Regions from separate parts of the Sus scrofa genome. Here regions 1, 3, 4 and 5 are each linked to region 2. A link is a contact called in public Hi-C, HiChIP or PLAC-seq and promoter capture Hi-C data. All regions are on one chromosome and are shown on one strand. The core of a region is the stretch at or near the end of the contact, and the rest is flanking DNA. Distances in the headings are between cores, read along the strand shown.

Evidence for each region. Promoter capture Hi-C pulls out the DNA fragments that hold promoters and counts their contacts. Hi-C and Micro-C count contacts between places; a contact is called where the count stands out from the background. HiChIP or PLAC-seq counts read pairs in DNA pulled down with a chosen protein or histone mark.
Region 1: a contact with region 2 is called in an H3K27ac HiChIP or PLAC-seq map of skeletal muscle. The contact joins the enhancer-like site here to the promoter of NFIL3 in region 2. A contact is called at or near these places in 1 of 5 promoter capture datasets (liver), 6 of 47 Hi-C or Micro-C datasets (heart right ventricle, liver and skeletal muscle) and 2 of 2 datasets of contacts at active chromatin or transcription factors (alveolar macrophages and skeletal muscle).
Region 3: a contact with region 2 is called in an H3K27ac HiChIP or PLAC-seq map of alveolar macrophages. The contact joins the enhancer-like site here to the promoter of NFIL3 in region 2. A contact is called at or near these places in 3 of 5 promoter capture datasets (fetal liver and liver), 17 of 47 Hi-C or Micro-C datasets (adipocytes, alveolar macrophages, blood and 10 more) and 2 of 2 datasets of contacts at active chromatin or transcription factors (alveolar macrophages and skeletal muscle).
Region 4: a Hi-C map of embryonic fibroblasts shows a contact between it and region 2, with 7 times the contacts expected there. The contact joins the enhancer-like site here to the promoter of NFIL3 in region 2. A contact is called at or near these places in 2 of 5 promoter capture datasets (fetal liver and liver), 19 of 47 Hi-C or Micro-C datasets (adipose tissue, alveolar macrophages, blood and 12 more) and 2 of 2 datasets of contacts at active chromatin or transcription factors (alveolar macrophages and skeletal muscle).
Region 5: a contact with region 2 is called in a promoter capture Hi-C map of liver, with 7 times the contacts expected there. The contact joins the enhancer-like site here to the promoter of NFIL3 in region 2. A contact is called at or near these places in 3 of 5 promoter capture datasets (fetal liver and liver), 8 of 47 Hi-C or Micro-C datasets (blood, embryonic fibroblasts, fetal liver and 3 more) and 2 of 2 datasets of contacts at active chromatin or transcription factors (alveolar macrophages and skeletal muscle).

The regions. Positions count from the first base shown.
Region 1 is chr14:2,462,322-2,466,879 of Sscrofa11.1, forward strand. The region is part of intron 4 of AUH (methylglutaconyl-CoA hydratase, mitochondrial); the gene reads right to left. Among named protein-coding and RNA genes, the nearest start is that of AUH, 82 kb to the right of the region's middle. Within about 2 kb of position 1,465, at least 4 of the 83 cell types and tissues checked have an H3K27ac peak or open chromatin away from gene starts, as enhancers often do. A contact at or near this core is called in liver and skeletal muscle, where this site is marked.
Region 2 is chr14:2,601,187-2,605,752 of Sscrofa11.1, forward strand. NFIL3 (nuclear factor interleukin-3-regulated protein) reads right to left here and starts at 2,588. Exons shown (of 2, transcript XM_001928870.6): 1 at 2,456-2,588.
Region 3 is chr14:2,383,144-2,387,584 of Sscrofa11.1, forward strand. No RefSeq gene overlaps it. Among named protein-coding and RNA genes, the nearest start is that of AUH, 160 kb to the right of the region's middle. Within about 2 kb of position 3,113, at least 32 of the 83 cell types and tissues checked have an H3K27ac peak or open chromatin away from gene starts, as enhancers often do. A contact at or near this core is called in alveolar macrophages, fetal liver, liver and 4 more, where this site is marked.
Region 4 is chr14:2,790,510-2,794,646 of Sscrofa11.1, forward strand. No RefSeq gene overlaps it. Among named protein-coding and RNA genes, the nearest start is that of NFIL3, 190 kb to the left of the region's middle. Within about 2 kb of position 1,767, at least 13 of the 83 cell types and tissues checked have an H3K27ac peak or open chromatin away from gene starts, as enhancers often do. A contact at or near this core is called in adipose tissue, alveolar macrophages, embryonic fibroblasts and 3 more, where this site is marked.
Region 5 is chr14:2,402,472-2,407,056 of Sscrofa11.1, forward strand. It overlaps AUH (methylglutaconyl-CoA hydratase, mitochondrial), which reads right to left. Exons shown (of 8, transcript XM_013990241.2): 6 at 2,587-2,637; 7 at 1,491-1,538. Among named protein-coding and RNA genes, the nearest start is that of AUH, 140 kb to the right of the region's middle. Within about 2 kb of position 2,865, at least 14 of the 83 cell types and tissues checked have an H3K27ac peak or open chromatin away from gene starts, as enhancers often do. A contact at or near this core is called in embryonic fibroblasts, fetal liver and liver, where this site is marked.

The DNA of each region.
Region 1 (4,558 bases), core at 215-2,714, 140 kb before region 2:
TAAGGATCCGTCAGCTGTGGCATAGGTCAGGCGCAGCTCGGATCTGGCATTGCTATGGATGTGGTCGACAGCTACAGTTCCTATTTGACCCCTAGCCTGGGAACTTCCATATGCCATAGGTGTGGGCCTAAGGAGAAAAAAAAAAAAGTGAAATAAATAAATAACTTAAATCCATACTAAATAAACCTATGTAAATTAACACTAATGATAAGATGAAAATGAACTTTATATAATGCAGAGAAGAAAAACATCTAGTAAACAGACAAATATATGAAACTGAAGCACCGAAAATACGCCCAAATCCACAAAACTGCCTTACCAAGCTTTACGCTTTAATTCTACAGTTTGGAAAAGCTGCTGTTCAATTAAGCTAGGCTATGTGGAAAACCCCATTGGAATACACTTCCTGAGCAAGGCAAATGACGCTATGCCCAAGACTTGCCCTTCTGGCAGAATTGAAGAGGAGCAGGTACCCCTAACCACACAGAATAGAGGGACAATCTGCTAAGCAAGGAAGGGGCAAAAGGAGCGAGAGAAAAAAAGACCTTTCTTTATAAACACAAACAGCTTAGGCAGGATACTGATGATGAGAAACTAAACCACTACACATATTGAGTCCTCATTACCTACCAGAATACCTTTAAAGTGCATGTCCGTTTATTCCTTTCACCCCATAATACCATTATAAAATACTCATGATGACTATCACACTTTATGGATTGGGAGATGAAAGCACAGAGAGGCAAGTCACTTTCCCAAGGCCCCTGAGTGAGGATTCCGTCCATTCCAGGGTCCACATGCAATGAGGTTACCAGTTTTATGGTAGTTCACATATTTTATCAATGTCTTTCTAAAACACTGAACTGATGCATAACTGATTTCGAAGTAGCTCATTTAAAATATCAGGTATTTTAGGACCTACAGACAATTAGGTGCTACAGATAATTACAGAAGAGTCCTATGGTTACTCCCTGTTTTTCAAGTATTTGCTTCTGGCTAATGAATGGAGCAGGGAACCCAATCAAGTTTAAAGTTGGCCACAGAAAAACAGAATTCAAAAATACATGTATTAGGTGAGTTTTCTCGACCACATGAGCCAGATGCCAGGCCAGGATGCAAATTGTACCATGGCGTCAGGTAAAAGTCTGCTTAATAAAATATCCCCTTGCTTTTCATAAGATATCAACGTCAACAAGTCAAATCTTCAAGCTGAACAGAAACCTCATAATTTATCATCTAACAGGGTGACTATGACCATTTCCAGACGCTTCCTCTTCCTCTGAAATGCTCATGACCAAGTGTAACCACTAACAGGTCAAGAAATAAATTAATTCCAGGGCACTGGAAATTATGTTCATGAAATGAAAAGTGGCCTTGCTGACATTGCATCACTATTTCTAGACAGTGCACTTGAACATCAAATAAATCTCACATCATGGAGACATGTCAAAAGCCAGTGACCTACTTTCATTAGGGTGGGAAAGGAATAGCAATCTGTCCTTTGAGACTAGGACCAAAATAGCTTCCCTAAAGCACTCCTTCATGCTTTTTAAAAGTTTTAAATAATCTTTTATGCAAAGGAAAAATAATAGCTAGAACCAGTATCAAATGTGAATTTTCTTTATGTATCCTAGTAAGTTAATTGTAGCTCTCATAATGCTATCAATATTTTCAAAGCTTGGAAAAAAATAAGAATCAGTAAAATTAAATAAGAAATTGTTTTCAATACCTAATAATTTCCTAATATAGGCAACCATACCACACCAGCAGACCAAGATTATTTCTGAGAAACTCCATAAAGATAACTGGCTGACTTCGCCAATGTCACATCCAAAAAAAAATTGCAAGTAATAAAACACAAAACTTTTAAAAAAGAAGTATCTTATAAATATACACAAAAATATAGGGAAATATTGAACCTACGCACAGTACCATAGAAACAAAATCTGGCACAATATATAGTGGCAAAAAGCAAAAACAATTCACTTCAAGAAGAGCTGAGCAAGAAGTAAGTCTAAAAGACACTGGGCCTATTAAACTTATTTATATGGGATTTCTTACTGAAATAAATAATGTGAAAAATAGAATAAAATTATCTCTTAGAAAAGTTCCTACAAACCGTATATGTCTACAAGATACATAAACACGTATAACAAACCAACTCAAAGGCAGAAAATAAAAGGCTGGGTAAGACACATCAGGCAAACGATGTTCAAATGAATTAGGGTTCAACATACCACAATAAGGTCAAAGAGAATTCATGGCAAAAACATGTCATGGGAAAATAGGAGTATGTGCTATGTCACCCTGATGAAATGGTATAAACCGTAATGAGACACATGACATCTCCAGGCACCAAAAAAACATGGAATTGAAATGTTTATACAGTTAACCCTTGAACAATAGAGGTTGAACTGTGTAAGCCCACTTACATGGGGATTTTCTTCAGTAAATGTGTACTACAGTATTACGTGATCCTTGGTTGGCTGAATCTGCAGATATGGAACCTGCATATAACTATAAAGTTACACACACATTTCCCACGGCCTGGGGGGTTGGCACCACTAACCCCTGGTAGTTCAAGGGCCAGGTATACAAGAAAACTTGAGAGTAAAACAAGAAATTGACAGGAAATACAGTATCAATGGGTACTTTAACCTACCTCTCTTCACTCTGACAGCTCAAATACACAAAAACTGGAAAAGAACATAATAAATAAAATGTATTTTGTAAACTGTATCTAAACCCTACAAACGAAATGGGTGCTTTCTTTTCAACGGCTGTGGAATACATATAACAACACTGGCCAATACAACTGTTATATAAAATGAAGCTGCAATCACTTCCCAAAAAAGTAGCGCTATAGAAAACATTATCTGAACATGTAGTAATGCAGCTAGAAATCACACTAAAAATAACTTGGAAACTTAAAAAACCAAGCAAACAGAAATACACCCTAAAACCCTACTCTAAGATTAAAATTAAATAAAAATAACATGCAAAGCTAGAAAATATCTAAGTGTTACATTAAAATGAACAGTAGACAGCCAAAGTTAGCTTTAAAATACAAACATTTTCATCATTAAGAATGAAGACAGGAGTTCCTGTCGTGGCTCAGTGGTTAACAAATCCAACTACGAACCATGAGGTTGCAGGTTTGATCCCTGGCCTCGCTCAGTGGGTTAAGGATCCGGTATTGCTGTGAGCTGTGGCTTAGGTTCACAGACCTGGCTTGGATCCCATGTTGCTGTGGCTCTGGCGTACGCTGGCAGCTACAGCTCCAATTAGACCCCTAGCCTGGGAACCTCCATATGCCACGGGTTTGGCCCTGTAAAAGACAATAAGAAAAAAAAAAAAAAGAATGACGACAAACCAAGTAAATATCTGAATTTTTAAAAAAGAGCAATGAAAACACTGAGACAAAGAAAAAGTAGAATTAATTATCACAAGAGCAATTAGGACAAAAATTTGAAAAGAGAAAAATAGTTAAGGGGGAAAAAACAAAACAAACCCACCATAAACCTAAGAGCTGGTTCTGTGGAAAAGCAAGTAGGGAGAAAGAGAAGAAAACAAAAATATGAATTAAGGTTTTAATAAAGAGAAACACCCAAGAATGAAAAGAAATAAAAAGAATTATAAGAAAACATGATATACAGGTCTATACCCATACATTTGAAAATCTAGGTAACTATAGTGCCCAAGAAGTGTCAATTATTAAAAGCGAATTTTAAAATGACAAAATGCATCAGGACACAAAAGTAAAATTAATACAAAATTTCAAGGGTGTTATTTAACCCCAGTATTATTTCAAGTATCCCAGACAGCAGATAATAAAGCTTCCAGGTCATTTTTAAGATGCTTCTATTTAACTGCTACCAAAATCTTACAAGACAACATATGAAGGAAAACTTCAAACTAATCTCTTCTATAAAATTGGATGCAAAATACCATTCCAATATAGATATATAGAATCCAGAAATATCACTAAGCATGAAAGGTTACTATATTATTACCAGAGTAGTTCATTCCAAGAAAGCTAGACTCTTTCAATAACAGAAAATCTAATTCAAGTATCAAAAAATTCAACACTATCAATATGTCAAAATACTTCCTTTATAGGATTCTGGATGTAGGATAGGATTCAGAGGAAAGGCCAAGAAAACACTTTATGGTGGTATGAAATACCACAGGGGTTTTTTTTGCTTTTTTTTTTACACTAAAGTTGTAAGACAAGAAGGAGAGACACCTAAAATGTACTATTAAATCAAAAAATTCCAAGTCTGAGAACAGAATGTATAATATAATCGTGTTTTTAGGAAAAAAAATATACATAAGTCTGTATTAATGTATTGGTAGATGCACTTTAAAATTTCTGAAATGACAGGCACCAAACCATTAACAACAGTTACTTATTTGGAATAATAATTTCCCTATTGATTTAAGCAAAACTAAGGGACAGCAAAAGCAAATGCTTTGAAGAAATCTGTCAGGAGTTCCCATTGTGGCTCAGTGGTTAACAAATCTGACTAGGAACCATGAGGTTGCGGGTTCAATCCCT
Region 2 (4,566 bases), core at 1,338-3,837:
AAATAAATCTGATAAATACACACCATCATAGACATATATTCACAATACTTTATATGAGTCAAGGAAGAAATTTAAAATCTGGGTACATTATATATTAATGTGATGCTCGCATGAATAAAACTAGGGCATTCCCACAAGAACACAATCTACTAACCTATATCTGCTTCCCATAAATCATATCTGGTCTGGAGGGAAAAAAATCCGATCTGAAATAAATACCGTGACCTCATTCGCTGTTGTTATTTACAAAAGCCAAGACCAGAAGATGACACTCGGCCATCCCTTGCTGTTCTCAGGGAACAGCACTTTCCTAAAGTGTCCTTTAAAAAGATAAATGAGAGTCAGCATCCAGCAAATCACTGGGCTCTGCGAAATGCCGTCCTAAAAATACAATCTTATCAAAGGTCTCGGAAGGCGTGGAGTTAAAACTACAGCAAATGGCCTTGAACTTATATTTGCACACAGCCCTGGAGAAAACACCAGAAATAGCGCTGTGAGGCCACAATTGTTAAAATGTGATAGTTGGGGCTAAATTTAGAATAACACACATTTCATTTAGAGCAAAAGACACATTCGGCAGTCTGAGCATACTCAATGCTTACCCAGTTGTCTACTTTCCGGTTTAAAATATCCTTAAAAAAAATAAAACTGTTACAGTGACATTTTAAAGGCTGAGATTGTCCTACTTTCTTTGTAGCAAGATTTTAAAATCACGTAATTAGCTCCCTCTTCCTATGCTCACTGCCAGCAAATTCGTCAGTTACATAATGCAACATTTCCAGGAAACTATTATGTGATCTGTCTTGCCGTGTCTGAAAAAGCAATGACAATTAAGGTAAGAAAAAGGGCTGATCGAAAGGAATGAATTAACATTAGGAAGGTGGGGAGGTGAACGTCACAATGGTTCGTCTCAGATTTAAAAATAATAGCTTAGAACACCCAAGGGACGAGCCCGGGCAGTATCCAAGATCAGAATACAACCAGAGGAATTCTTCCTTTCACGTTTTGTAGGAGTGTTTAAAAATACATCTTTTTAATTGGGAACGTAGTATACAGGTAAATAAAGATCTGATATCCAATGCTGCGCTAAAATTACCAAATCATTGCACACGTACGCGCACATTCCCACATCAGCCCGTAATCCTTGCCAGTATTTCACGGTGGGCAGATTATGCAATGTATGCAAGGACAAATCCCACAACCTCCCCGAGCGCTGGTAAAACACGCTGACGACAAACAGGGTGGAAAACGTCTGTGCAGACTCAGCCCCGGACACAAACAAACGCAGCGCAGGCATTCTCCGAATGCCGTCACCGTTCACGCTACCAATGCTCTTTCTCAACGAGAAAATCAAGACTATTGCCCATTAGTCAGCCCCCCTCCTCTCCTCCGCCGCCAGCCCCGCAGAAGGCACGAGAAAGGAAAGAGCGCTGCCCTTCCCCAGGAGATGGCTCAGTCTCCCCGGCGCTCTTCTCTACCAAAACATCAATTTTCCTGAAATCAGGAGACATTATGCAACAGTGGCGGGGGGAGCGCAAGCCAGCTCGGACTACGTGCCGGCGCGAGGGCGCTGCAATCAAAGCAGCCACCTTAAGGTGGCGAGTCCCCTCCTGACAAGGCAGCAAAAGTTTATGTAATGAATGCCCCGCGCACACTCGCAGCCGCCGGCCAGTCCCGCGCACAGCCCGGCCCCGCGCGCAGCCCGGTCCGCGCCCAGTGCCCGCCGGCCGCGCGCCCCAGGAGCGGGCGGGGAACGGGGCACCGGGCCCGGGCAGGCGGTGGGCGGAGCGCTTACCGTGTTCCTGCTCTCGGGCCGGCGAGCCGGGGCGACAGGGAGAAAGAGCAGGGAGTCGGGAGCCGAGCTGGAGGCGCTCAGGGATCCGGGTCCGGCCAGGCCTCCGGGACGGCAGGAGCGGCGAGGGCGCGGCGCGGGAGGCGGGCGGCGCGCCGGGTCCGCGGGCGCCGTGGCCGCGCCGGGAGATGTGTGTTAGTAGGTCAGTTCCGAGCGCGGCGCTACGTCGCCGCCCGCCAGCCTAGCCGTGACGGGCGGCCGCGGCCCCAATCGCTGTGCCCGCACCCGCCCCCAGCCCACCGCCAATGGCCGCAGCCGGCGGGGGCGGGCTCTCACAGGCCCCGCCCCCGCCCGCGCCCCCTCCCGGCAGCGCCACCAGCAAGCAGCCCGCGTCCCTTCCCGGCCGCGGCTACTGCCACCGCCCGAGCGCCTGGAGGACCCGCGCCCAGCGCCTCGCGCCCCGCTTCAGGGCTGCACAACGGCCAGCGTGGCCACCTCGACCGGGGCAAGCCTGAGGAGGGGCCCGAGACCCCCTACCTTGCCGTCCCTCTCCCCTCACCGTTGCCTTCACCCTCTCGGTCACCGAGGTACCTAAGCCCAGCGACCCTCGCTCACTCGCAGAGGCGCGTTTTGTTTCCCCGAGCGCTCAGCGAGCCAGGCTACCTGTTGCCGACCGAGTACCAGGCGGAGGGCTGGAGGCTGCCTCGACCCGGGCGTGGCAGGGACCTCCGCCTTCCCCTCTCTAAACGCCGAGAGGACCCCTCCTCCTGGGGGTGGGCGAGAGAGGAGGCCGAGGGTGAGCGCAGGCGAGCGGCCAGAACTCAGGGCCGGCCGCAGAGGGGAGGGAGGCGGGTGGCGGTTCCGAGCCCCGCGGTGCTGCGTTGGCAGCGATTACAATGCCCCGCGCGTCTCCCTTGGGAGCGCGACGGCCGGGAGCGCGGGGGGTGGGGTGGGGGGAGAAAGCGCAACGCACGAACACCGCCCCCTACACAATTAGGGCGAAGATGACGGCTGCAAAGTTGTTGCGTAACACGACTGGGAAACGAAGCTGGCCAAGGTCCATCTGCCCCCTCCCCCGGCCATGCCGAGAGTGGCCGCCCGGAGTGCGGGTCCGCGGGCCGGGTGCGCCCATCCTGTACGCTCGCTGGTGTTTGCTGCTGGCGCTTGAGACAGAGGTTCAGAGTCTCTTGATCTTGAAGTAGAAGCAAGTCGGTCATTTCTGCCTCTAATTGGATGCAATTGTCTTCTTCCCAAATTCCCGGGCTACGTAACAGACGTAAAGAAATGGGGGAAAGGGCACCTCCCGGCGAGTCAGGTCATTGAGCTAAAGACTGTAAAGGCACGTGGCACACACACGGCGCATTTCCTGATAGATAGATAAATCGATAAAAGCGGCAGCGCCTGCCTTTTACGAAGGGAGCCATATTCTTGATAGTGACGCACAGATTGCCCAAATAGGGAATGTGGCAGGTGCGGAAAGACCTCCTGCTCTGCTTGGACTGTGTGGAAGCTGGGCTGAATGCCTTGCATGACTTTCCACTTCTTTTTCTTATGATAAAATATTCTTTAAAAAAGTTGAACTAAACACCAAAATATAGAGTGAACACCTTCCTTTCTCCCAGCTACCCTCACCGAGGTCTATCATCAATAGAAAATCTGCTTGCTAAGTTTGTCTCTTCTATCTTCCTCAGTCTCTTACTGAGGAATTGTAAGTACCCCCAAATGGATGCTTAAACATTCTTATCACATATTAGGTTTTGGAAAGCTTCACGTTTCAAACTATTCTCCAAGGACAATGCTGCTGTTCAGAACACACACATGTTCACGATTCACCTGGTAAGGTGTAGATTTACCAACAAGGCTCTGACAATATAGACCTGCAATATGGGTTTTAGCATCTTCCCCAAATGCACCTTTCCAAGTGCTCACCAATTCAAGAAGCACATCTGTGTGTGGCTTCTGAGTCAGTCACCTGTATTAGATATTTATTCCAAAGAACTGACTCCATTGATGAAAATGAATCCTGATTTTGGTTTATATTCTCCACTTTTCTCACTTGCAATAATACATTTCCTCCTCATCCTCAGTCCTCACAATGCCCATTATAGCTTTGAAAAACCACTTTTAGATGAAATGAAAACCATATGCATGTCAGTTACCTTTACAGGGTTAGAAATGGAGCTAATTCATAGAAATCCAGAGCCCCCCAGAGCACATCTACAACATATTCTCCCACATTGTTCTGTTTTTTTTTTTTAAATAATTTCACAGAATCCAAAGCTGTCATAGAACAGGCAGAAAATAGTTTTATGGAAAATAGTTTTATAGAAAAAGAACTTGAAATTCAAGAAAGGTAGGTAACAGGCTTGAAGTCACCTCAGTTGGTAATAGCGGAGAAACTCTCTGAACCTGGAATCTGTTTTTTATGCTGAATTTTGAAGCCTGACACGCCTCTAATTACTTGAGGGTATTCTGGATTGTGCTTGTATCATATTATTGCATCATTTTTAATCACCATCTTACTTGGAAATCAGATGAAGTGTAAAAGATATCTGTGATACCAGCTTAGAAAATAACTCTTTAGCTCCTCCTGGTGATTAGGAAACCACTACACAGTGCAATGAACGAACGATCTGTCCCCATGACTCAAGAGGTGCTATGTCCAATATTATATCCTAGAACATTTACAGAATAGACAAGCACTGGCAGATTAACCAGAGGAAATGGAGCATAAAACCTAAAGCACTGGAAACAAATTCCAGGGAGACATCAAC
Region 3 (4,441 bases), core at 1,863-4,362, 220 kb before region 2:
ACGGAGGTAAGATCACCCTCCACTTTGGTAGAAACCCTGGGAAGATGCAAGTTGGGCATTGCGAGGGGCATGTTTCTCCCTCGTGGAGGACCAGTTGGCAGGGGAGCGGGAGAGATTGGAGAAGATGGGGACCACAGGTTTATTTGTCCCTGAAGCTGGCCGGTCAGGGAATTCTCTTTTCCTGTGTCGTTTAGTTCAGGTTGGGTTCATGTTCCTGGCTGCCCAAAGAATTCCAACGCAGGTCTTATCCCAATCATGTCCCCCTGTCCCTTGACCCTCTTCCTTGACAGTGGATTGTGTTCCTTGTCTATCTAGCTCATTTAGGTCCTTGCTGGTAGGGCCACGTGCCGGAGTGCATCAGCAGCCTCGGCACCCTCTCCCAAGCCCTCGATGTGCTATTATCTAAAGCAGACGCTGTTCAACTGTGGGCTAGAGAGAGCAGAATCCCTAAGCACACGGCTGAGGAGGCAAAGCCCTTAAATTCCAGCCAATCCAGGTTCAAAACGAGCCATTTGACCAGTTACTAGCGAATGGGCTGCACCCCTCCGCACTGCGCCTTCAGTCTGCGAAAGCCAGGGGTCTGTTCTCAGCCCGTGACTACCTCCAGGACCCTCCATGAGGGCACTACTGAGAGTGAATCAATGAAGGGTAAAGCCCCCCACGAAGATGTTTTCTCCAGTGATCCTTCAGGGGAAAAGCCTATCAGCAGCAACCTGCAGGGGAGATGGGCCAAGGGGCTTAACCTGCAGTCAGGGAAGGGGTCCGAAAAAATGAGTGTCTAAGCACGGCTGGTCCTGCCGGGTCCCTTCAATTGTTACTGACCTGGGTTCTTATCCTTCTTAATCAGTAGAAATTGATATGAGGCCAGAAGGAAACGCAGGCAAGGCTTTACTGGGGCTCCTGCTGTAGCAGGGGTTAGTGGGGGAGTGAAAACGGGTAACTCCTTTGTTCAGTCCCTGCAGCAGGGGGCAGGGGGCGGGGGGCGGGGAGTACAAGCTAGTTCCTTTATAAGGGTTGAGGGTAGGGGTGGGTCCTGGGGTCCGTCTGGAGGGGTGGCTTAGGTGGTCTGCCCACCCCCTTGGTGGTGCTGTGTGCAGGGTGCAGGCACAGTCCCCTGTTTTGCCCCCAGCTCCTCCGAAGTGACAGTGGAATTTCTGGGCTTTTGGTACTTACTTGTTCACAGTTTTCCCCGGCTGCGACTGCGCATGCATGCAGTTGTTTTTAGTCCCTTATACTTTGTATTTTGTTGCCAGAAGGGGCGTTTGTCCAGTACAAACACGAAAGCAAAGGGTCCCAGGTCCCAAATCCTGGCCTGTGGCCCTATGACCACGGAAAGTGTGTGGATAAAGAGCATCTGTGCTTTGTCCCTATTTGTAAACAGATTTCCTCCCTCCCTGGGTACAGTGTCCTGAGGTGGCTAAACAGCATGGACGTCACAGGCTACCTGCTGCTTTGGAGCCAAACCTGGGCTCGAGAGCAATGGAAGTGACCTGGAGGTAGGGGTGAGAGCTGGGTGCACTTGCTGGGCAGGACCTGGGGTAGCTCTCAGCAAGACATCTGTTTGCAGATGGACCAGGAGGAAATGCTTGAAGGTGATTTGGGGGCTTCTTGGGGAGAGGATGACTGGTTGAGCTGAGGTTGGCCCTCCGTAGCCACTGTGATTTTTTGGGCTAGAACAGCAGGCCTTCTGTCTATTGGAGAGGTGCCCCTCCTCCACGCATAATGCCCACTTCTGAGGCCACACGGAGGACATGTGATCCAGCAAGGCCGAGTAGAGACCTCTCTTGGGAGGTTTTTTGGTTTTGTTTTGTTTTTGCTTTTTAGGGCCTCATCTGCGGCATATGGAGGTTCCCGGGCAAGGGGTTGAATCAGAGCTGTAGCTGCCGGCCTACACCACAGCCACAGCAACGCCAGATCCAAGCCTCATCTCAGCGCATGGCACAGCTGGATCCTTAACCCACTGAGCAAGGCCAGGGATTGAACCCTCAACCTCATCGTTCCTAGCTGGATTGTTTCCACTGCGCCATGTCGGGAACTCATTTCTTTTTCTTCCTTCCTTTCTTTCTTTCTTTCTTTCTTTCTTTCTTCCTTCCTTCCTTCCTTCCTTCCTTCCTTCCTTCCTTCCTTCCTTCATTCCTTTCTTTCTTTTCTTTTCTTTCTTTCTTTCTTTTGACTTAGAACTGAGTGAAGTTTCCTATCCTCCCTGGTGCTGAGGCAGGCAGCTGGGATCTGCCATCAGATGAAGCCAGGCCCTAGGATCAGGCTCAGAGGATGAAGCCACATGGCAGAGAACATGTTATGAGAAATGGAGTGTTGTCCCTACAGCCCTGGGCCCCTGGTTCCTGGGGGCCCTGTGAATGCTGCTCCCCTGTCCTGTCAGAGTTCCACACTGAGAGTCACGAAACTCCCTTGTGCCCAAACCGCTTTGGTTGATTTCCTGCCACCCACCCCGAAGAGCCCTAACACACCAAGCATCTCAGACCATCCTCAACTAAGATTTGAAAATCTTGAATAAAATGCAAACCTTTTCAGTTGCAGGCAATCAATAACAACCATCATGGGAACTCTCTAACATGCTTGGGGATGTGAGAGGCAGAGCTCTTTGACCCAAAAATGTTTAATAAAAGTAACATATGTTCAATCTTTAGCTCACAAGATGGGTCATCGCAAAATAGATCTGAGATTTTTCACATCAAATTAGAATATGCAAAGGTAAAATTAAAATGCAATAGCAGAGTGTTCATGCATGAGCCCATCTCATGAAATTCCCGCTCTGAACAAAAATCCCAAGTAGGTTTCTCTATTTTACCCAGTGGCAATAAAAAAGCTGTTAATCATGTACCCATTAAGAAGCTAAAATGCATTTGGTTATTTCTGAAGCACATTATCTTGAAGCTCTGTTTCAATCTTCCATAGTTGTGTGATGAGAGTTATGTCACAAAGTTAATCATTCCCAGGATGCTTGCATTTGGGGAAATGAAAAACCTCTTATGCAAGCAGTCATTAATCAGTCCTATTGCATAATGTGTTTTGAAGCACGTGTCAGGGGATCAGAGCCCACGGCTGCATGATGCAGGGCAGGGTTCTTGCCTCCTATTGCCCTTTGCTGAAGCAGAACTGGAACCACGTGATGTGTGCTTCCTGCCAACAGTCCCTTTTTGCCAACAATTAAGTTGGACGATATGGAGAAACAGAAATTTCAGTTCCTTTGGAGTTCTACAAAGAAGACTCTTTGAAGTCCCTGGTTTCTGGCACAGCGTTGTGGCTGGCTGGGACGTGTTACGCTTGATCATCGTCAAAACTACCCATTAAAACTGAAATCAAAAAGTTTGCTCAAGTGGTTCCTGGCATTTGTGTTAGAAACAATAGGCAGAACCCCACCATCAGATTATTTGATACATAAAAAAAGGAAAAGGTCAAAGACGCCCGAAGCCAAAGACAGACGCATCACACACGAAAACTCAATGCATCATGTTTGATGTTCTTGAGCAATAATGTTAGCAAGAAACTATTACTTAAGCTTGCCAGTGTTATCCAACAAGAACAGTTGCGAAATACCCAAGACAAATAGGCTGTAATTGTTACATGAATAAAGAGTCTGTGTAGCATAAACTGTTTTTGGTAATATCAACACAGACTCCAGTGGAGCGTATCGGTGATTAGCCATGTTCGCAACAATGGCCACTGTGTTTGAGCTCTGAGCGTTGCCATTGCCAGTGGGGGGGGAGGACTCTGGAATATCTACCCATTGTTCTCAACAACACCTTCCCTGAAAACTTCCTCTGAAATGTAACAGGGCCAATGAGACATTCTGGTAACCAACTAGAATCTATCTGGTCCCTTAAGCTATATTGGAAATAATCAATCATCAAACTTCATTCTGATTATTTTCATTTTACTTTTTTCTCTTTTTTCATCTTCCATCACGAGCTGACTCTTACTATATTTGAAATCCTGCCCAAAGATCTGACAAGTTAAAGTTAATAAACTGTTTTGTCGTCATAGTCTTCATGTCCAACAATGGGACATGAATTTAACACCAGGGAAGAAAAATTTGTACTTCTTCTACAACATAAAAGCATTTATAAAGGCTAGGATTTTGATAATTAACTTTTGATTTTTACTTTGGGAACTCAGCATTTATGGATTGATTTGCTTTGAACTATGGCTATGGCGCTCAGTTTAACCCCTGAAATTCTCCACAGACCAAGCCAATCTCATGACCACGCAGGTGCAGCCTCAGCTGGAGCAGGAAATTTCTGTTCCCGGGGTTCCTCTTCAGGGCAATATTTGAAAGATAACACAGCAGTAAACCCTATCTTTTTGACTGCAAATACATTTTACATTTTGATTGCAATTATTTTGTCCTGTAATAATAATAATATATTAATAATATTAATATCAATACTTAATGATTAATATATTATACTGTTCTCTTACT
Region 4 (4,137 bases), core at 517-3,016, 190 kb after region 2:
ATGAGAGTGTTTAGAAATCTGAGGGCAACACATCAGGCCCAGATGCTTGATGAAGATTTTGTGGTCAGAGGCCTTTCCCTTCACACCTAGCAAGTTAATCATAAAGGTCTTCTGCCCCAATCCAGATGAGAACTCATGGTTGTATTACAACTAAAATCAGTATAATTCGATTCCTAGTGTTTGTCTCATGATTTTCCTAGGACCTCTGTTCACTCTGGCAAGCATATGGATTTAATGAAAAAGAGACTTCATCTCCTGGTAAATTTCTAAATGTCCTAGAACTGACTAATTGTAGTCATGTGAGGCCAAAAGAGGGAGTGGCCGGCTTTAGCTTTCCCGGCAGCCCAAACAACTTACCAAATTGGATGAATTAGGACAGGCAGTCCCTCTCTCTTTAGCTTTGTAGGAAAGGCCTGTCTTTGGCTTTTTTCTCCTACTATAGAGCCCCTAGCCATGAAGCCTTACAGAAACCAGACTTCAGATCTGTTTTGCCTAGACTTGGTATAAACTACAGAAACTTACATTTCAATTCCTATTGGCTTAAGTCGGATACCAATTTATCTATAGGGTTAGTTTTTTGTTTTGTTTTGTTTTTCTGTTTGTTTGTTTAGGGCTACACCTGTGGCATATGGAAGTTCCCAGCCTACGGGCTGAATAGGAATTTCACCTGCCGGCCACCGCCACATTCACAGCAACCTCAGATCTACCACCTACACCACAGCTCATGGCAATGCTGGATCCTTAACCCACTGAGCAGGGCCAGGGATCAAACCCGTGTCCTATGGATACTAGTCGGGTTTGTTACCACTGAGCCACAATGGGAACTCTTAATAGGGTTAGTTCTTTGCAATGGCATAGAAATGACTTAAAATGGCAGGGACCCCCATGACACCTTCCGCCACCTGCCTCTTCATACCCTTCTCCTTCACCACCTAGTTCCCCAAGGGTGCAAGCACCCACTACTAATCCCTGCCCACCTTTCTTCCACATCAGGGGGGATGAGACAACAGATATGAACATCTATGCCAGGGGGCCGCACAGTTCCTTAGACTGCACTGTCCAAAACGAGCTTTGAGCTCACATCTGCTGCCGTGTGTTTTCCTCTTGTTGACCATACAAAGGAAATAAGCCGTAACAACAAAAGTTACCCTAGGGGCGTCTCTGTCCCCCTTCTTTCCTTCCAGTGCTTGTGTCGGAGACAAGGCCTGTCTAGCACCCAGGTGGGAGCAGCCTCGGGTGTTAAATCAACCCCCAATCCTTCCCTTTTTCAGAATGTTTTGCTCTCTGGATCCGTTTTCTCTTCTTTGTGAGAGGCATAATAAAAGTACCTCCCTCCTAAGGATGTTATGAAACTAATGAGGCAAGGTAAGTCATTTAAAGTCACAGAGTAAGTACTTCTCAAGTGCGAAATCCCATCCCAGTTACCTTCATTTACTGGGAAAATAGCAGATTTGTTATAAGAGAGAGAGAGAAAGAAAGAAAGAAAAAAAAAAAAAAAAAGGCTTTCAGCTTTTCCTATTTCCCTAGGGGTTGGCACAGAGGTTTCTAAATCGCTATTAGAAATTAAGTATGGGCAAGCACTTCTCTTCACACTAAATAATTCACAGATGAAGAATCGGCCGTAATGAGACCACCCATCTGTATTAATAGTGAGAAAATAAGCTCTCCAAAGAGCCAAAGATGCCAGGAGTAAATACAGGCATTTGTAAGGAGTAGAGGAAAACCAGACAGTTGACAAGAACTCAAGCGCCACCTACAGTCCATAGAGGGAAGCGCATCTGACAGAAGAAGCCAGAAAGGCAAAGAGACCTCAGGTCTCGCTTAGCTTCACAAACTGAAATTCCTGCAGAGGGAAGCAATCAGTATAAAGAGAATCTCAGTCATTTTACTAAAATTTTAGACGGATAGGTGGTATACAGATAGATGGTAGATAGACTGATAGAGAATAGATAGATGATAGATGTATGTGTGCATATGTGTGTGTGTGTGTGTGTGTGTGTTTTAAAATATGTTTTTAGTAGAGAAGACCTGCCCCCAGCACTGCCACTCAATCTCTGTCCAACCTTGGGCAGCAATTAAACTCTCCAGGGCATCAGCATCAGCTTCCCCACTTGTAAAATGAAGGTGACACCACTTGTTTAACAAGGCTATTTGAATGATTCAGGGAGATGACGTAGACAAAATACTTACAACAGAGACTGAGACAGAGAATGAGGTAACAATAAAAAGAATATGCTGATAAACGTTTGTTCATTTGCTTAGTTACTCAACAAATATGCACTGAGCGTGCCGTGTGCCAGGCCCTCGCTGGCAAGAGCCAGCCTCTCCCTCTTCAAGCTCTCGGCTTGTGTTCTGACTTTGAGAGCACATAGAATGCAAGCAAAAAAAGTAGAAATGCTATATGTTTTAGAACCACTTTTAAGCTGGGAGAGAGTTAATATAAACATTCTCATACCTCTTATCTGGAGAAACACAAACTCAGTGGAATTGGTTGGAACATTCCAGCCAACTTAGGCATTAGCCAGAGAAGAGACTTCTAGGAAGAATCTGTAAGTTATGTATTAGTTTTCTTTTCTTTTTTTTTTTTTCTTTTGACTTTCCTGGATCCTTTAAAACTCTATTTTCTCCCAAGTACCTCTTATTTTAAATTCCTATTACACATTTTCACTGCCTTCTCCTCACCACCCACATCAAAGTCAAATATCTCTTTTTCACTGCTGTTCCTTTGTTCCTGCCTACGTCATTCCACTCCTTCCTGCTACCTGCTTTTCTATGTCTCCTTTCATTTTATTTTTTTTTAATTTTTTATTAAAGTATAATTGATTTACAACGTTGTGTCAATTTCTGCTGTACAGCAAAGTGACCCAGTCACATATATACATGTACATTCTTCTTCTCATATTATCTTCCATCATGTTCTATCCCAAGAGATAGGATATAGTTCCCTGTGCTATACTGTAGGAGTGTAGTCATTTTCTAATGCTACCTTGCAACTACCGGCTAACTACATGGCAGCTTAAGACAGCACACACTTATTTTATCACAGTTTTCTCTGGGCCCAGAGTCCAGGTGCTCTGAACTGAGCCCTTGCCTAGAGTCACCAGCTATAGTCAAGATGTCGACCTGGGACAAGTTCTCATCAAATGCTTGATTGGGGAAGCTTCCTTGGGCTGTTGGCAGGCTTTACTTCCTTGCTGTTGTAGGATTCATGGACGCTCACTCCTCAAAGCCAGCCGGGGAGCAAGGGACTAGAGCAAGTCTGCAAGCACCAGATTCTTCCGCAGGTACCATCCTCACAGAGTGACATCCCACCATCTTGGCCAGATTTCATCAGCTGAAGTGAGCCTGAGGTCCTGGCCACCCTCAGAGAGAGGGGATCACACAGAGGTGTGCACACCAGGAGGTGGGATCGTGGGGGGAGGGGCGCTCAGACTGTCCCCCTGCGTGGTCATGATGTCTCATTCCCACATGTATAAAGTAACGAAAGGAAAAATGGCAATTATTTCTCCAGCACACCTTATTTCAGAAAATAGGAGTAGAACTAATCTGTGAAGTGCTGTAGATTTGATCACAGTGATTCCCCCATGTCAATTCTGAAGGCTGGGTACACGGCTCAACAATTCAGAAGTTGGGGCACACTGGGGTACATGGACTTGCTGTATAGCCACAGAGAACTCTATGCAATATTCTGTGATAATCTATGCGGGGCAAGAATCTGAAAAAGAATGGATGTGTGTACATGTCACTGAATCACTTTGTCGTACAGCAGAAAAGATCAGGTGTAATTACTATGTGCAAGGATAGAAATGAGACTGATGCTCTGGGTGCTCATAGCCCTTACATCTGCCCTGACTCATGATGGGAGGAGAAGTCTTTAAAATGCCGTACTGAGGGCCGTGCTGGGCATCGCAGGAATAATGGCTTCATCTTCACTCCACTGTCTCTAGCAATTCCATTCTACATTCCAGATTTGAAGCCCCTGCCCAGCAAAGCCTAGAAGTCACCCAGCAAAGCCTAGAAGTCACCCAGCTGCCATCTACTCTAGCCAGGGACACAACAGTAAATAAAATAGAGAAGAAAAGCCCTGCCCTGGGATCTTACCACCCTGTGATCTCACCTTTGCAGGTAGGGATTGAA
Region 5 (4,585 bases), core at 1,615-4,114, 200 kb before region 2:
ACTATTTTCAATTTTATTAATTTCTTTTTTTTTTTTCCTTCGATTTTTAGGGCCGAAGCCACGGCATATGGAGGTTCCCAGGCTAGGGGACTAATTGGAGCTACAGCTGCTGGCCGATGCCACAGCCACAGCCACACCAGATCTGAGCCATGTCTGCAGCCTACACCACAGCTCACGGCAATGCTGGATCCCCAACCCACTGAGTGAAGCCAGGGATCAAACCCAAATCTTCACAGATACTAGTTGGATTCATTTCTGCTGCACCACAATGGGAACTCCCAATTTTATTGATTTCTGCTCTAAAGTATTACTAATACTCTTCTGGTAACCTTGGATTTAAGTTGCTCTTCTCTTTCCACTTTTGTAAGGTGGAAAGTTATTACTGATTTTAGACCATTCTGCTTTTCTAATACACACATTCAGTGCTATAAATTTTTCTTGAATCATTGTTTTGATGCATTCTCACAAATTTTAATGTTATATTTTCACGCTGATTTAGTTCAAAATATATCTTAATTCCTCTTGAGACCTTCTCTTTGAAACATGCTATTTCGAAGTAAGCTGTTTAACCTTATTAAAAAGATTACATCTCATCATCAACAGGTGGGATTTTCCACCTATTTCTCCTATTGACTTCTGGTTTAATTCCACTGTGGTCTGAAAGAATACTTAATTTGATTCCCGGTCTTTTACATTTGATAAGGTGTGGCCAAATATGCTTTTAAAATTTTTCTTCAGATCTGTAAGAGGTTTGTAATTTAGTTCATTCATGGCATGTGCTCATCAATGACAGGTGGTAATTTATATAAACAGACCAGGCACAGAGGAACACTCCAGCTATTGCTCCTAATTCATGATCCTGCTATGCTTAAATATAAGCTGACACAGTTTCTAATTCTCAGGAAAGGGAGAACATAATTCCTTTGCTACTTTAGATGCCCTAAAACAACATTATTTCTTTCATTAAAAATAGGACAGGAAGAACAGAGGTAGGAAGAAAGATCTGTTCCTCTATAAAAAACCCTGTCATGTTGTGTACAAAAAAAGAAACCTATACACAGAATTGAATTAGTGAACTTTCAGTAGGTAGAAAGAAAAGCTCAGAATGTCAGGAAAAGCCAGTGAGTCTCAAACACTGGTGTTTCCTGGAGGCACACGCTCAGTGCTGCCTTCTTCCCACCTCTCGACACTGGACTGAGGGTTTCAGACCATACCCACAAAATACTACATGAGCTAGAGAGACAGCTAGAGCACAAATGGTACTAACTTAACTATTCTCGGAGTTTTCTAAATTACATAGAGAAGAGTCATTAGAATGTGGAACAGAATCAGTTGTATGAGCGGGTAATGGTCAAATAGCAGAAACAAGTAATTTCATTTGTCTGATTCCGTAACTGGCATGAGTCTAATCTGCTCAGTGACATAGAAATTACTTCACTTGTACAGAAGGTAAGGGGTATCCTCAATGAATCCATGATTGTATTACATACCTGAGCATAACAAGCTTCTTCTATGGCTAATCCTGTTACTAAATCAACCTGAGGATAAAAATATAATTCATTTCAGCAAGAGCATGGTATAGGTAATATGGTATAGGTAATAGAAATATAAACCGAAATTTAATAACCTTATTCCAAAAGAACAGAATGCTTTGATGTAATACAGCAAGTCAGACGTATGACCAGCTTGAGAAGCTCTAGAACCAGGCTGCCTGGGTTCAAATTCTGATGCTACCACGTGGGAGCTGTGTAACCTGGTTACCCAGGTTATTTAACCTCTCTTGCCTCAGAGAGGTATACCCAAACAAGGGGCTCATTATAGTAGCTACCAAATTGGGTTACTAGGAGGCTCAAATGACTTAATGTAGGTGAAGTCTTTACAAAGTACATAAGATATATAGATATAGATATACACACACACATAAGATGTATATATATACACCCTCATGTAAGGTTTTTGCTATTAGCAAGGGATTTATTGCTAACAAATTCAATCACTTTCAACTGCTCTCAAGACAAGGAAGATATAGTGGCCTCTGGGTCTGCAAGGAAGAGGTAGTTTTCTTCAAAATTCCCATAATTTATCCAACAAACAACTGCTGTAATGAAAAGCCCAATGTAAACAGGTACCTGCACTGCTCCTTGGCCCTGCCTACTTCTCCCCTGGCCTGGGGCCTCCACTCCTTTGGAGCCATCTCTCCAGGGTGACCCCACAGCCCCTTGCAGGGTTTATGTGTGTCTATTTTTCTTATAATCAGATACTGGTGCTGAGAATACACAGAATGCCCTTTTCTTTTGGTTTTCTATGAACTACTAGCCAGCAAATCTGTCTATTAACTCAATGGCAAAAACAACAAGCATATACTGCAGGGCATCAGTGAAACTACTGAATTCTGTGATTATGATACCGAATCAACAAAAGCTAGAAGCAGAATGAAATCACTGTTGTAGCTAAAAAGAACCTCAGTAGCTTTCAGTAACAGTAGCTGTGAAAGAGCTATCATTTAGAACATTAAAAAATAATGGTTCATTTAAGTTAAATCTATACTACCTACTCCAAAAAAGAACTCAAGCTTAAGGTACTCACCTCCATCCCTTGATTAATTGCTAATTTTGCCACTCTTATTGCAACAGGTCCCTAAAATTCAAATTAAAGAAACATATTTTAGTTATTATTTATGCAAACCATGTTGCATATCTCAGTAAAATTCAGAAACTCCCTTTGCTGGATTCATGGCATAGAAGTGACAATGGTTTTAAGACAGTGGATGGAAAACATATTTTAGGGCTCTTACAAGGTCTTAACTAAACAGCAACTCTAACAACCTATTGCATCAGCAGCAGGCTATGCAGATTCCACAGCACAGTGTATATACTTGGGGCGCAGCAGGTGCTGTGTGTCCAGCAGAGGGCTTTGTGTTGTTCAGCAAACCTCCCTGCAAGTTACGTAGGAAAAAGAAAAGGAGCTAGAGTGTTTGACACAAGAACACACCCACCAGTGGTGTGATGGAAACTTGGGCTGGAAATGAGGCTGACACTATTGATTAACATGGGGTTCAGGACAGACAACAGGTCCTACTGTACAGCACAGGGAACTATATATCCACTTTCCTGGGATAAACCATAATGGAAAGGAATTATTTTAAAAAGAGTGTATGTATATATGTGTATAACTAAGTCATTTTGCTGTATGGCAGAAATTAGTATAACACTGTAAATCAACTATACTTTAATAAAAAAAAAAAAAAAAAAACCACAAAACTACACAACACAACACACACGAAAACCAACAAAATAAACAGAAAAACCCCATGGAGGACAGATATCTGTTCCAGGCGGTGGATCTGTATCTTTCTTCCATGAGCGCTGCTAACTAACCACGATGATGATACATTAGTAAAGAAGTGTCCTCCAGGCAGTGCTTCCACATCACACAAAAGCTAGAAGTCCACAAACCTCCTTCAGGATATGTGAGGGCACAGAGGAAAGGACTGGGAGGCCTCCGTGAGAAAGAAAACATTACAGAAAACCACAATCCCTCAGATGGAATGTGGTTACTTGATCACATCTTAAATTCCTAAATATTGTTTATGAGTGTGAATTAGAATTGAATGGCATATTTTAAAGCATCTTTTGGGAGTTCCCTGGTGGTTCAGTGGGTTAAGGATCTGGTATTGTCACTGCCATGGCTCTGGTTACTGCTCTGGAGTGGGTTTGATCCCTGGCCTGGGGGATTTCCATGTGCCGAGAGCTCGGCAAAAAAAAAAAAAAGGAAAAAAAAAAAAAGGTGCATTTTTAAAAAATTAAAATACAAGAGGCTCTAAATAAAAGGCAAAACAAAGGACTCTAATAAGTGAATGCAAAGCGCACTTGGACATGAAAAATGCCATTTTCCCCTATCTAGGGGTTTTCAGTTACCTGAGATATTTAGGCAAGTATCTCAACTAGAATTCTTCCAAATGAGATCTGTATATATGGTACACATACTAGTCTTTTATTTTTAAGATTATTAATTCTTTTTTTTTTTTTAACAGAGTGCTCCTCTCAATAAGAATCTTAGCCATTCACTTTTATCAGACAAGGAAGGTGCTGGTCAAACTTCCCTATGCACACACAAATCCCCAAACCCGTTGTTAAAATGGAGATGCAGGTTCAGGGATCTGGAATGGCCTGGGGACTCCGCACGTCTAAGCTGCTCTCAGAGGCTGCCTGAACTGCTAGTCCACAGATTACACTTTGGGCGACAAGGCTTAGAACACTGAAGAAACAGGAAAATACAAATACTACTACGCATAATGCTTAATTAATTAGCTTCCCTTTCAAAATATAAAGCCAGTGCCTTTTCCATATATACAAACCTTTTTTTCTCAGACGGAAAAATGGAAGTAACGAATAATTCAGAAGTCACCTAGAAACTAATTTTATAGAAGCTTCCTAAGTATTTGGAAGAGTCATCATTCAGTCACAAAGTCTGGAAAAACAGACCATCCCAGCGTCACCAATTCTGTTTTGTAATTTTTGCATGTACTTTCACAGTTACACATTTTCCGAAGTCATCTGACATCTCCAGTCACCTGGGGAAAAAT